Linked DNA regions of Gasterosteus aculeatus: region 2 is linked to region 1. A link is a contact called in public Hi-C data. All regions are on one chromosome and are shown on one strand. Each heading gives the region's core, a stretch centred on a gene start, on an enhancer-like site or on the middle of the called end of the contact. The rest is flanking DNA. Distances are from core to core; before and after follow the strand shown. Region 1 holds the start of LOC144388205. Region 2 overlaps LOC120831900 (mediator of RNA polymerase II transcription subunit 13-like).

Evidence for each region. Hi-C and Micro-C count contacts between places; a contact is called where the count stands out from the background.
Region 2: a Hi-C map of tail fin shows a contact between it and region 1, with 7 times the contacts expected there. The contact joins the enhancer-like site here to the promoter of LOC144388205 in region 1. A contact is called at or near these places in 5 of 6 Hi-C or Micro-C datasets (blood and trunk muscle, skeletal muscle, tail fin and 1 more).

What each region holds. Positions count from the first base shown.
Region 1 is chr14:6,941,787-6,948,317 of fGasAcu3.hap1.1, reverse strand. LOC144388205 reads right to left here and starts at 4,569. Exons shown (of 3, transcript XM_078087777.1): 1 at 4,409-4,569; 2 at 4,055-4,270; 3 at 3,774-3,962. The coding sequence starts at 4,466. The coding sequence ends at 3,817. It overlaps mtfp1 (mitochondrial fission process 1), which reads right to left. Exons shown (of 4, transcript XM_040197292.2): 4 at 4,856-6,531. The coding sequence ends at 6,504.
Region 2 is chr14:6,991,111-6,997,479 of fGasAcu3.hap1.1, reverse strand. LOC120831900 (mediator of RNA polymerase II transcription subunit 13-like) reads right to left here. Exons shown (of 32, transcript XM_040197779.2): 6 at 3,329-3,474; 7 at 3,040-3,246; 8 at 2,654-2,818; 9 at 2,388-2,544; 10 at 2,190-2,294; 11 at 1,333-1,983; 12 at 1,007-1,220; 13 at 836-914; 14 at 618-742; 15 at 369-465; 16 at 20-237. Among protein-coding and RNA genes, the nearest start is that of LOC120831900, 41 kb to the right of the region's middle. Within about 2 kb of position 1,534, at least 1 of the 9 cell types and tissues checked has open chromatin away from gene starts, as enhancers often do.

The sequences.
Region 1 (6,531 bases), core at 3,320-5,819:
CCCAAGCACTGTGAAGACTGTTGTAATGGTGTTTCCCCACCATATTGATTTCGCGGCGAGCCGACGATGTCTTTGTGGGATTACTGGAGAGAAGGGAAATTAGACGTTATCTCAAAACTACAGAGGATGGGCATTGGGTATGGGAGCTCATATGGTTTGTTATCTGATTTACAAATGATGTCAAGCTGTCAAACTCACTGATACACAGATGACCTGTGGGCTGCAAAGATTCTCTAACCCCGCGGATGAGGATGATAACTGCAGAAGTACTGTAACTTGTAAATCGGGTGCAAGAACGAAATATAGATTTTAATTTAAATTGCAAATGGCAGCTTACGGTTATGCAAGGTAGGAGATAGCCTGAAGGTTAGAGCGAGGCCTTTAATCCCCTGTTGCCCCAGTAAACCTCCTCTGTGGCCGCTGTAGAAACCTGCTTGTGTTGCACCGTTCAACCTGCAAGCAGAAGAATGCAGCCGAAGCCGCATGCATGCGCTTTCAAGTAGAAATATTACCACAGATAGTGTGCTTTAAGTGACCGGCCAGCATTTCCACCTGGCTGCATCCTCTGATGCCACCTGAACAGAATCCAGTAGGGGCCTTCAAGCTCCTCATACATAATGTATTGCTGAAGGTCTACTCAGTTTTCATGTTCACCTAATTCATTTCACAAAGAGAGAGAGAGAGCTGCCTGTCAGCATACAGATTAGCCAGCCCGTCTCACGCGGCACGCTGTCAAATCACGAATCACCACTTCATCACTGACAGCCTCTTTGTTAAGACGAGCGACGTCATGTTGCCCTTTGTTAAGCTTATTGAATTTGTATCAAGACAATAGATATTGATTCACATGAATCAGAATTGTTCCGAGCCGTTCCGTCAACATAAAGGTCGGATTTGGCAATATGTGCTGTATTTTGTGTTTGCCAAAATTATCTTTTTTTTCTCTATTTTTAATTATATAATCCATTTCATTTAACTTACTTCTATGAGTCTCACTGGCCGATCATTAGTTCAACCCTGCATTTATAGCTTAAATGTTGTTTTTATCCTCTTAAGATACAATTTAAAAAACAAATCCCTAACAACAATACCACTTATGTCCCATAGTGTTAATTTCACCCCCCTCCAGAGTAAAGAACTTGATCAAATTCACATAAAAGAATATTTCAGCACAATTAGCCACGCTCTTTGTCTCCACGTTTCACAGGCACAGACTGATATTTATCAGCGTAATGCTCACTGACACGACTCTGGCCTTGCCCTTCATTTTTTATGTGGCTTTGCCTTATTTCCTTTGTAGTTGTCTTTTGTTTGGAAGCATAAAATCATTCATGAAAATCAATCCAAACAAACGCGCTCTTCTGTTTCTCTAAACGTAGCCTTCTGCTGACCTCAATAAATCGACATGTGAGCATTTCAGTTAGTGCCCTTAAAGTGGCCTTTACGCAAACACATCCTTCACTAAAGGGGGGCACTGAGAGCTCTGAGTGTGTGTGTGTGTGTGTGTGTGTGTGTGTGTGTGTGTGTGTGTGTGTGAGTGAGAGAAGAGAGGAATTCAAATGAACAGGCGTATTGTAGCTAATTAAACATTGATATATCTTTATGTATACTATATATATATATATATATATATATATATATATATATATATATATATATATATATATATATATATCCCCCTTTTGAACTTCAGCATGTCAGGCCGATGCGTGTGAGCATGTTAGCGTGCTGACTTCAGCATTTAGCTGGAAGCCGTCCTTTTCCTCAGTTCGGCCTCACAGAGGAGCTGGCGCGGCTGTCGGCTCGTCGCGTTTACTTTCTGGTCAAGTTTATGACACCTCGATCCGCTCGCTCGCTCGCTCTGTTCACTTACAGCAACGGTGGCATCACATCCTTTTCAGTATCTCTTGCTCTCAGGCACCGGATTTTATCTCTTAATTTGTAATCCACACACAGCAACAAAGCCATGAAGGAATTAGAGCCGTTTTCTCTATTGAATCACCTTTAAGCACCTGTTCCCTTGGAGGAGCAGGTGCCTTTGAAGGGGGCAGGTGCTTTAGAGAAACAAAGGAGTCTAAAGACTCGGAGCCAAGAAGGTTGCCCCCAATTGGGTTCACTGCCAAAAAGCTGGATCACAATTTGTTTGTTGGCATAAAATGTGAGGCAGCATAGAACGCTACCCATGTTGATCAGGTGATCTCAAATGAAGAGATAATAGCCGCCAGGAAGGATTTTATTTGGGCTCTTCATGGACAGTTTATTTCCAATTATACAAGCAATTCAGTTTTGTGTAAACTTATGGAAGGAACACAAACTTCCACACTATTGGGAAAAATATACATTATGCAATTACACACCTCTTGAATATTATACATGTTTGGGGATTTGTTTTATCTGACAACTCACCCCAGCAAACTGTTGTATAAAATAAAGAGTCAAACACGCGTTTGTTTCTCTCTTATGGATGCCAGCAATTTAATGGGGGGGAAAAAAAGCTTTGAGACGAGTGAGGAGGAGGTCTTTTGGCCACTTGTGGCCTTCACAACCCAGACACAAATCATAGAGGGACATGGCAATCTGAGTGACAGATGAACAATGCCCCCCCCCCCCCATTTTCCAGCCCCCTACGAACAGGCCCATCCATCACAGGAGGGGAGATTAATTCAATTCATCAGCTTTTGGTCTCCTTGGGCCCCCTAATGCCACCTGATATTGCTCAAGGGGGGACTTTAAGCAGTTGTGGGTTTGATGCGAGCTTACTTGCTTAACACGGAATTAAACATTACTTTTATGGGTAACGGTTGGGCGGTCTGCCAGTCGTGATGAAGATAACTGAGGAAAATGTTTGCCAAAGGCAGCGAACAACAGTGGTAGCTTAGGTTGAGTGTCAGAAGAGCCTTAGCTGGAATACACAAAATCTTTAAAAAGGTTTCCTCAGAAAATGACACATCAAGTTGGGAATTTCCCTTAAATAGCAAAAAATGTGCAGTAGACAGCAACTTTTACACCCATCACGATGAGACCATTGACGTTCACAGGGAGGGATCGGTACTTGAATCATGTGGCCAGCGATCTACAGAAATCTCAATTCAGACAGATTTCTTTAACTTTTGCTAATCTTTTCAAATCCAATGCATGAATGACCCAATGTCCGTCACTGGAGTCATTAAACAGGTGCTTGAGGCACCACGTATTAACAAATCTGTTGTGAAAGCGTTGCTCAAGTGAACATATCTTCAGTTGTGTCCAGATAGGTGGAGCAAGCCATAAATAGTGATGGTGAGGACCTCTAGTGGCCATTATAATAACTGGGCACAGCAAGAGGGGAATTGAAGTTTCAGAGAAGCCCCTTTAGAATTAAAAACAATCCAATCTTATTTGAGAAAGCACTTGGGGCAAAGTTATGCAGGATGATTAAAGGCCATTGTCAAGATGACCACTAGACTATAAAACTAGAGCGTACCGCTCATGAACACTCTGATAGGGTTTACATGAAGATGCTTGGCCACTCAAAGCACCCAAAAAGTGATAGTAGAGCTCAAGTAACAGTTTAATTTACACTCCAGTTGATAACCTGACCAATAAACCACTGTTCTGCCTAAATGACACATCGTGCAAACCACCACAAGGGAAACGAATGTTCGAATAAACATGTATTCATAAGGAGTTTGTTAATTAATGAAAGTTCAAATTCTGATTAAGTTACATTTAGGAGAGGCAACAAGCCCCACATGGAGTCCATAAACCGTCAAAAACATTCAAGAAGCCTTCAGTTTCTACATAAAGTTCATTTTATTGGCATTTTTGTCAGGTTTCTTAAGTATAATCCACCTTCTGCGGCTGATAGTGAATCCGGCCTCCTCTCCAGATGCACATGTAGTAGACCACGCTCAGAGACCCCACCACGGACACCAGCAGGACGGACACCACCAGCACGATTTGCCACACCGCCAGGCCTCCCTCTTCGGGAAAGAACAGGGAACAAGATCAGCCACCGTTTTTAAATAATAAAAAAGGGCCCCGACACTCTGGATTGTGAAAGCACCGCGGTCACCTTGTCCCGTCATGCTATGCGGTTCTAGAGTCGTCAGCGAGTTGTAGTCCTCCGGCGTCACAGGCGCGACGTCCCCCGGCGTGCTCGCGGGCCACGTGCTGTCGGGCCACGTGCTGTCCGGCCACGTGCTGTCGTCATCGGGTAGGAAGTCTGTGTCTTCGTACTGCGGGTCGTCCTTGGTGATCACCCACTGGCCCTGCAGGTTTCGGTGAACGCCTGTGGCGTGTCAAGAGGTCAGCTGTGCGGGAGACTCGGCAAGATTGTTTTTTTACAGATACAAAAAGAATAAAGCAAATGTAGATTAAAAAAAAAACATTTCTTTTTTTTTTTAAAAAGGTTGTGTGTTCTTCTTACCCCCCCGAGCCGTCGACGACACCAAGAGAGCCGCGAACACCAGATTGAGAAGAGACATGGCTGCGCTTCTGGCTGCTGGTGCTTCCTGGGCCCTTTAAGGAGGCTCCTTGTTCACGGGATTGGCATCAGCTGTGGCCTCCTGCCTCCATCAAGCTGAGTAACTGCAAGCGGCCCCCCCGCCAATCACCGCAGGGCGGCTTGCCCTCCGGAGCATGCGTTTCATTGGTTAAACGGCCCCTTGGATTGGGCTTCTCTGATTGGGCCTCTTTGATCTCAATGCAACAGTTACTCAGGAAGTGGAAACTGTGCCGGCGCAAAGAAAGAAAGATAGAAATCACACTTTGGAAAGGTGTTGTCACCGGAAGCCGCACGGTGGCAAGAGTGATGAACAATGAAATGAAGAATGAACGCTGCCAATAAACTTTGCAAGAACTCCAAATCAAACTGTGGCGTTTTCATCTTTTTATTCCTCCCAAAGTCAGAAGTTGTCACAGAGCAGGGCGGCTGCTTTATAGTGGCTGTCCACTGTTACAAATGGAAGTTCGGCTTCCAACAGCTGCTTTCATTTGAAAACAAAAACACTGTATTCTCCACATGGTGAACATGGAGTTTGAGGTTTTAATCTTCCCTTTTCAGTTAAAGCTGAAAATGTGACTATTAAAACCCAAAATTCAAGAGAAAAACATTGAAAACAGGTTTAAAAACCGATCAATGACAATTAAAGTCCCGTAAACAATCTCAAGTGTTAAAATTGAACATTTTCCCAATGGATGCACCAAGCTCATCAAAGCAGGAAAAAAAGCCCATGAAAAATATTACGGCTGCATTACATTTACGGGCCTCGGCCATGTTACAGTGTTACTCTTGTGCGTTCCCTGCTGTAACGAGTCACGCTGTCTGAAATTAAAAGGTCGGAACCCTCGAACTTACAGGAGGTCAAAGTTAACTTGAGTGAATGAAAACATCCGTCGCCGCGTGCGCTGAATCCACACGGGTTACAATATTTCAAAGCAGCAATTTAAACACAAACGTTGTGCATTGTTTCCCGGACTGACAATTCAATATTATTGAAAATATAGTTGTATATTTCAGTCTCATCTCTCCCCTTGAACATTATTCCCAACAGCAAAGAGAATTTTTTAACACAAAACACTTATTGCTTGAGTTTTACATTGGAGTACATAAAAGAAGACAATGACAACCTCCACTTATTGTAAGTCGCTTTAGACAGAAAGCGTCAGCTAAATGACATGTAACGTCACCACATTCTTTATCTTTAAAGAGAGAGAACTATCACTGCCACACGTGTACCCGCCTCCCCATCAGGTTCCTTTTGCATAGTTCAGCATGAAATACAGTTTATGACTCGGCTCCTCAGAGAAAAGCAGTGAAAAAAATAAAAACGTGCAAGAGAATCCCTTAAAACCCGTTTCTCCAGCGGCCTCCACAAGTATTCGAGTAGCTCAACGCTATATTGAAATGTTCGTAAGACAACCGCATGCTTCCGGTGCAAACGTGGCCCCCCGTCACCAGCAAGGTGAAACGAAACCATGAAACGTGCACATGAAACATGTATTTAAAGTAACAGACACCTTGGTTTTCAGAATGAAACCAGAAACAGCCAAAGGAAGTCAAGAATAAGAGAAGCATTAAAGAAAACTGGCTTTTGTTTTTGGCATTGTAGAACCCCGTAATAGGGTAAATAAAGACCACAAGGGAGGATTTGTCTTTAATCCTGTCGACGTGAGGGGAGTTTGTAACCTTGTAGGGGTTCCCTGTAGGGAGGATCAGAGGAGTAGAACAGTGTCCCTGCCGAGGAATACTTTAATAAGAAGGATTTCACCGTGAATATTTAAACAAATGTCACACTGTTACAGCCCTGATAAGCATTTCGCTGTTGTCTCTACCCAGATTGCCCAGAGAGGTTCAACGTAAGGATCCCTCCAAGATATTTCATGAAGCACGAATTCCCTTTCAGCCGACTTTAATAACTTTGTAAAAAAAATCTATTTTATTATATGCATTCGCGACCGGCTGTCGGGTCTTGCTCCATGAAATTCTTCATCCCCATTCTTTAGTGCCTGATGATCCGTCCTCATTCTTCCTTCTCGTCCTCGTGGTAG
Region 2 (6,369 bases), core at 285-2,784, 52 kb before region 1:
ATCAATCCCGCCTCCTCACCTTGAGATCCTCCATCCCGGGACTGGCCAGGCCCTCGTCCATCTCCATCCGGTATTCGGTAAACTGGGAGGAGGCCAAAGGCAGCAGGTGGTCCGCCGCTCCGCTGTGCACGGGGGGCTCTTGGCTCGGTGTGTCGCGGTACGTGGTGGCGGGGGAGAAGGCCGGGTGCTGCTCTAAGGAAGGTGGGGTGGGAAACATCCTCTGGAGGTCTGCTACTGCTGAAAGGAGAGAGATGTGGATAAAGAGATGGAGGAGGAAAGAAGTTTACAAAAGGTATGATTGGAGAAAACGTAAAAACTGTAGTTGGATAGAAAATGTATTTCAGTAAATGCTCATTGAAGTGACTCACTCGATGGATACGGTACAGCAACTCTCCCTTCTTTGCCCAGAGGACGGTCTTCTGTGGACACTGGTAGCTTGCTTGAGTGCTGGTTGGGGTAAACAGTCTACAAATTATGACACATAATATTGGAGGATCAGCTTTAATTGAATTAAATTATTGTTGGCGGAAAAAAAAAAAATCTGTTGGTAAGTCGGACAGTGTGTCTCACATTCTGTTTGTGTGTCAGAATATAGAACATAAACAATGACGCCTCACCCCCAACTCTTCCTCATCTTCATCAAATATGTTGTCTAGATCAGAGATGTTGACCACCAGATCTTTTTCTCTGGTCAGAGAAGGGTTGGCCTTGGCGGCTCCATCGGCATCCTGTCCGGATTCTTCTAAAACAACACAAGCATAATGGCTCAACAACAATTGCGATCAGTATGATGCAGAAGACGTGATTGATGTTGAAGGCGGCGGCTTTGGCCCACCTGATTTCGGAGCAGAGTTAAAAATAGACATTGCATCGTTCCCATCAGGCAGTGCTCCGTTGCTGGTGATTTCTTCTCCCTGATGCAGAAAATAAGACAACAATAAGAATATCTTCAGCCGTAGATCTTCTGAATCTAAATAAATAAATATAATTTAAAACTATGACCTACCTTGGCCTTCTTGCTGGGTTCTCGTCCCTGACCCTTTAACCGCTTTGAAGAGGAGAACGTGTACTCGATGTCTCCCTCCTTAAAGTCGTAGGGGTCCTCCCCGGGCTCCCGCAGCACCTCCACACCTGACTGCTGGAACAGGCCCAAAGTGTGGATGTGGTCCCTCACCCGCTCCTCTGAGATCTTAAATCTCTTGTGAGTCTGTGTATATAGTCTGGAGGAGACAAAGGGACAAATGAAACCGAGTAACGTGTAGTCGTAGCAGTTCATTTCTGGTCTCATGAATAACTCTTCTCATTTCACTGGTGGGGTTTCTCTCCACCTACCTCTTCAGCAGAGCTCCTTCGGTCGCCGCCTCCGTCTTCACCTCCTCTAGGACGTCCGTGGGGAGTTCACAGGGCCTGCAGTCGGTCTCATCCGTCCTGGGTGTCCGGAAGCCTCTCCACCAGCCGGCCCCGTTCTCCCTCTGCCTCAGCAGCGCTGTGTACACTGCCGTTTCGCTGGCGATCAACCCCAGGACCGCGGCGCCGTCCTGACAGAGGGGAACATCCGCGGGCCCACCCAGGGCCTCCGGGTCCTGCACCCGGGGGTGCGGGCTGAGCGTGGGCGGAAGCGGAGACATCGGCGAATGCAGGAGGGACTCGGGGGCTTTCCTGCCGTTGGGGAGGAGCTTGGGATACTTGCAGCTGGGCAGAGCAGAAGGAGGCTCCGAGGGCGGCTCCAGGGCCACGAGACCCCCGAGCTGAGGCCCTCCTGCTGGGTCCTGTTCCAGAGGGGTCTCGCGGGAGACAGACAGGCGGTGGTGGAAGGAGGTCACGGCTGGCCTCTTGGACTGTTTATCAGCTTTCTCCGTCTTGTCACTGGTCTTGTGTTTGGGCAGGGAGGGGGGGTATAGCGACACGCCAGAGGACTGTGTGGGATTGGCACTGGTCTGGGGGTTGGCGCTGGCGGTCAGATTCAACTTCTGCTGCTTCAACCTGCAACAAAGTCACGGTGGATGTTAGGGAATGATTACAGAGATGTAGCCCCCCCCCCTCTGTGTTTTTTTCCTGCTGAGCAGTATTGGTCTAGTTATTTTAAAGTTTATCTTGTGAACGGATTGATCTTTCCTGCAGCTGCGGTCGTAGTTTTTGTGCACACTGTATCGTAGGGTATAAATATAACTGGTGTTTCTCTGTGGTACCTGGAGCAGCTGCAGGACACTCTCCCTCCCAGATCGCTGAAGTCCCAGCCGGTTACTCCACTAGGCGCGTCCTTCTTAAGCGATACGCCAGTTGGAGAGTTTAATCTACAAAACAACAAAAAAAAACTAAGCTTGAGGGCGCCGCATCGGCTGCATCACGCAAACCACGGGAACGAACCCGGCGACGGTTGGACTTACGCGTGCTGAGGCTGGGTGAGATAGCATTCCCTCCAGGCTTGCTGGACTACCTGAGAGGTTAGCTTTTTCCCAGAATGCTTTGGGCTGGCGCTGGCGACCCCCATGCCGCTGTCTGGCGTGGGGACGTTGGAGATGGACGTCACAAAGCCGCTGTCCGCTGAAAGGACAAAGGGTGCAGCAGACGTCATGAAGCAGGACGGCGCATGTTTCTGTACGAAGGTGTGTGTGTGTGTGTGTGTGTGTGTGTGTGTGTGTGTGTGTTGTACCGGAGCAGGGCTGCTGCGGCGACGCTGGCGGCGTGAGCGGCACGCTGCAGTGGTTCAGCTCCCTGCTGAGGCCCTGAGTTGCAGGAACAGGTGGAGACTGCTCCAGCGGCAGGTCCCCCTGGGCGATCAGCACTAAAGCAGCTGGGTAGGTCATCCTTACTCCACCTAAGCCGACGGAAAGGAGCATCAATCACGGCAGTCAGTTAAAACGAAAGCTCGTTTTTTTAAGCATTTTATTAAGCCTCAAATACCTTAGCGACCGATCACGTCTATTAACATGTTGCTGAAGAAACAGATTTAAGGATCTTTACACCAAATGCAGTCGACTTGCTCCTCATGCACCGTCGCTGCTCACATTAAACACGCATCAGCAGTCCTTTCCGTACCTACGATGACCTCCACCGCCGCGTGGCAGTTGCGATCGTAGCTTTGGCTTGCTTCTCCCTTCTCCCTTTCTCCGCTTCCCTCCCTGAGCGGCAGCACCACCGGGTAGAAGTAGCTCCACTCCTCCATCAGCTTGCGCGTCGCCGGGTCGCTCATCTTGAAGGCCTGACCGGTCAGAGTGCCGCTCAGGCCGTACGGGCTCAGGATGACTGCAGGGTGGGTGGGAACGGACGGTGAGAACGGAAGTCGGCCAACCGAGCGATTCATCCGACTGATCGGCGGACGACTGACCTTGTAGCGGCGTGACGGAGGCCTGCGCCAGGCGGACGTGGTGCTCTGTGACGTGGTACGCCGGCTGGTGCTGGGCGATCTCCACGCTGGTGCACACGTTGCTCTCGCCGTGGAGGAAGAAGGAGAAGGAGCACGAGAGGTGTTCGCTGGGGACGGAGGGCGGTTAATGATTTTAGAATGAGAGACCTCAGAGAAACACCAGGGGAACGAGGTGGTGTGACGGGTCGTCTGCTCGTGGAAAGATGGGAACAATATACCTTCACGACATGAAAAATGTGGCAAAACGAGTTTGGAGTGTAAAACAGAATCTGCTTGTTTCTTTTCACAGCGGTTAACCGTAATTTAATTTAAATTTGAAATGCAATCAAAATCACATTTAATCGTGTTAAATTTGAGATTAACTCACAACTCACACACGCTATAACGCAAACGTACAACAGGGATGCGCTGATCTTTTGCCCGGCAGCATGACAGATGACGAGCGCTCTGATCCAAACAGCAATTTAGAGAGCAACACTGAGAGCGCGCCTCTGCAAAAGCCTCGCTCAGCTCTACCGGCGTTGATCAAACTCAGCATTCCCGCCTTATTGCAGGTATAAATCCTCATTTGCTCGTGAGCGATTGTGGCGACTACATGTTTACGTATGCAGAGCTCTCTTTATTATTACACAGCACCGGGCATAGTTCATCACGCATTGCTCATTTTTTTTTTAATCACTGAGGAGGAATTGCTGGGGTCTTATTGCAATCTACATACCAGTGGGCGGGCTGGACATCATTAACAACCACCAGGGCCTCACTGATGCAGATCTTCAATCCATAAAACTCCTTCCCGCCTTGGTTTGCAAACATCAGCCGCAGCAATAATGTCAGCGGATTCTGTAATCTCCGCGTGATTACCCTCCTGCCGATGCGACATCGTTTGGCCGGAGGGAGCCGGACCGCCGTTTGAGCCGTAATGGTCGTGCAAAAATCAATTAAAAAAAAAGGCCGGTTTCACAGTCACTCATGGGCAGAACTGAACACGGTCTGGAGGGAGCCAAATATCTAGTGATGTTGGCCGCCGCAGCCTCCAGATGGCGCCGAGTGTCCCCGAAGAGGGAAGAAGGGGCCGATTTCTCTGCTTCATAAACATTCCTGATGCTCCCGGTGAGATGAAGAGACACCCTCGTGGTGGTTTAAACACTCGTACTCCATCACAGGAGGAGAAGAGCTGGAGCGCATTCAGATCCACGCACGACCACCAGTCACACACTGCGGTCCTTGGTGCATTGTCACACGTATGAATATTGAACGAGTCCAATTGTCTCATAGGTCAACAGTAATAAGTTATTTCCTTATATGGGCAAACACAGCTGATGGCACGTGAGATAAATACGTTTTTTTCCTGTGATTGGATTGATTGATCAATACGTTTGCATGTATTTCACTGTAGAATGAAATAAGGCTGTGAAATGAAGCATCCATTAGAATTGATTACCACTCTTGTGATGATAGTTCTGTTTATGCTGTTATTATATATTTTTACGGGATGTTTGTGCGCCGACCAGGACCGATGAGAGTACAAAAACATTAATCCCTCAAGGCTCCTTTTAAAAAATGTCAAATTCTTGGCAATCGCTGCTGTTCTTTCTTTGTATTGTCGTCTATTTAGCTGTCATGATATCAGAGATCCAGAATAATTAATGGCTGAATACTTTTGATATGTGAGGAGGATTTTTTTTGTGTGTTCTGATAAACAACTGTTGAATATTATGTATAAAGAGTCAATCAGTCTTCATTAAATAATATGCGATTATTATGAGCCACGAGGAATTACAGCTGCAATAAAGTGAAATTAAATGTGACTCAGGGAAAAGCAGAACCACAAAAAGAGCATCAAACTGTGGGCCGACGCAGCTGGTAGATTGATGCTCTCTGTCCTTTTACAAAAGGGCATTTTTCTGCACAGTAAGCGAGTGAGACTGTGTGGACAGGCTGGGCTTCTTGCATCCTTGGGGGACATTTGTGCACTCACCAAGAGTGCGTGCGTGTTGTTTTTTTTGTTTTTTTGTCGTACATGTGTGTGTGAGTGCAGTGGACAGAGATGTGAGGCAGCTGTGTGTGCTGAGCTGCACGAGTACAGGTATTAATAAATGAAGAGGAGTGATGGTTAAGACTCGCCTCAGGGCTGACAGTGTGCTGGAGAGATGTAGAGAGAGGAGGCAGAGAGGGAGATAGGGGGAGACGAGGGGGGGGATTAGAAAAAAAGAAGTGAGAGGAGGAGGAGGAGGAGGAGGAGCAGGGCGGAAAGAAAGACAGCAATTGAAGAAGATGGAGACAGAGTGAGCATTAGAGGTAAAGCAATTAAGTGAAATGCATCAACAGGAGATGAAAAGTGGAAAATAGAGAGTATAGAGAGGATATGAGGATGACGCGGGAGGAAAGATACAGCGCAAGATGAGCGCGGAGAGCAAAACGAGGCCGAGCGAAAGAGGAGGAGGTGAATAATTCAGTGCCACGCACTACAATTGCTGCACACATATCGATGAGATCAGTTTTAATGGGAGGCTACTGAGCACAACGTTATGGTGAAATCCATCAGGGAATGGAGATCTGGGGACACATACAAACACACGCAGAAACGTTTGTTCGGCTTTGTGCGTACGGTAAGTGCCGGGTCTTATGTGTGCCAATATGTCTGTATGGCATCCGCGTAGACAAGAATGTGACCGCAGACGCACTGAATGTGCACGTCACAGTCCCGTTTAAATGCCACTGAAACAAAAGGAGGTGAACGCAGCCGCGTTACATGTGACAGCGCGTGTGTCAGCAGGGGAGCCCGTTCATGTCCCGCATGCATCACGGACTCGACACACATGTTGCGCGTCGAATCACACGCACACAAAGCAGGAGTGATTCTCTCGGGTTGTGGGGACTCCCTCACGTTTAACCCGGTGGGAGTGAAGAATAAGTAAATAAATAAAACAAGATAATATTAGTGATAAAATGCTGGCGATCGTGAAGGAAAAGGTGCACAAAACACTTTTTCCCCCTACGGT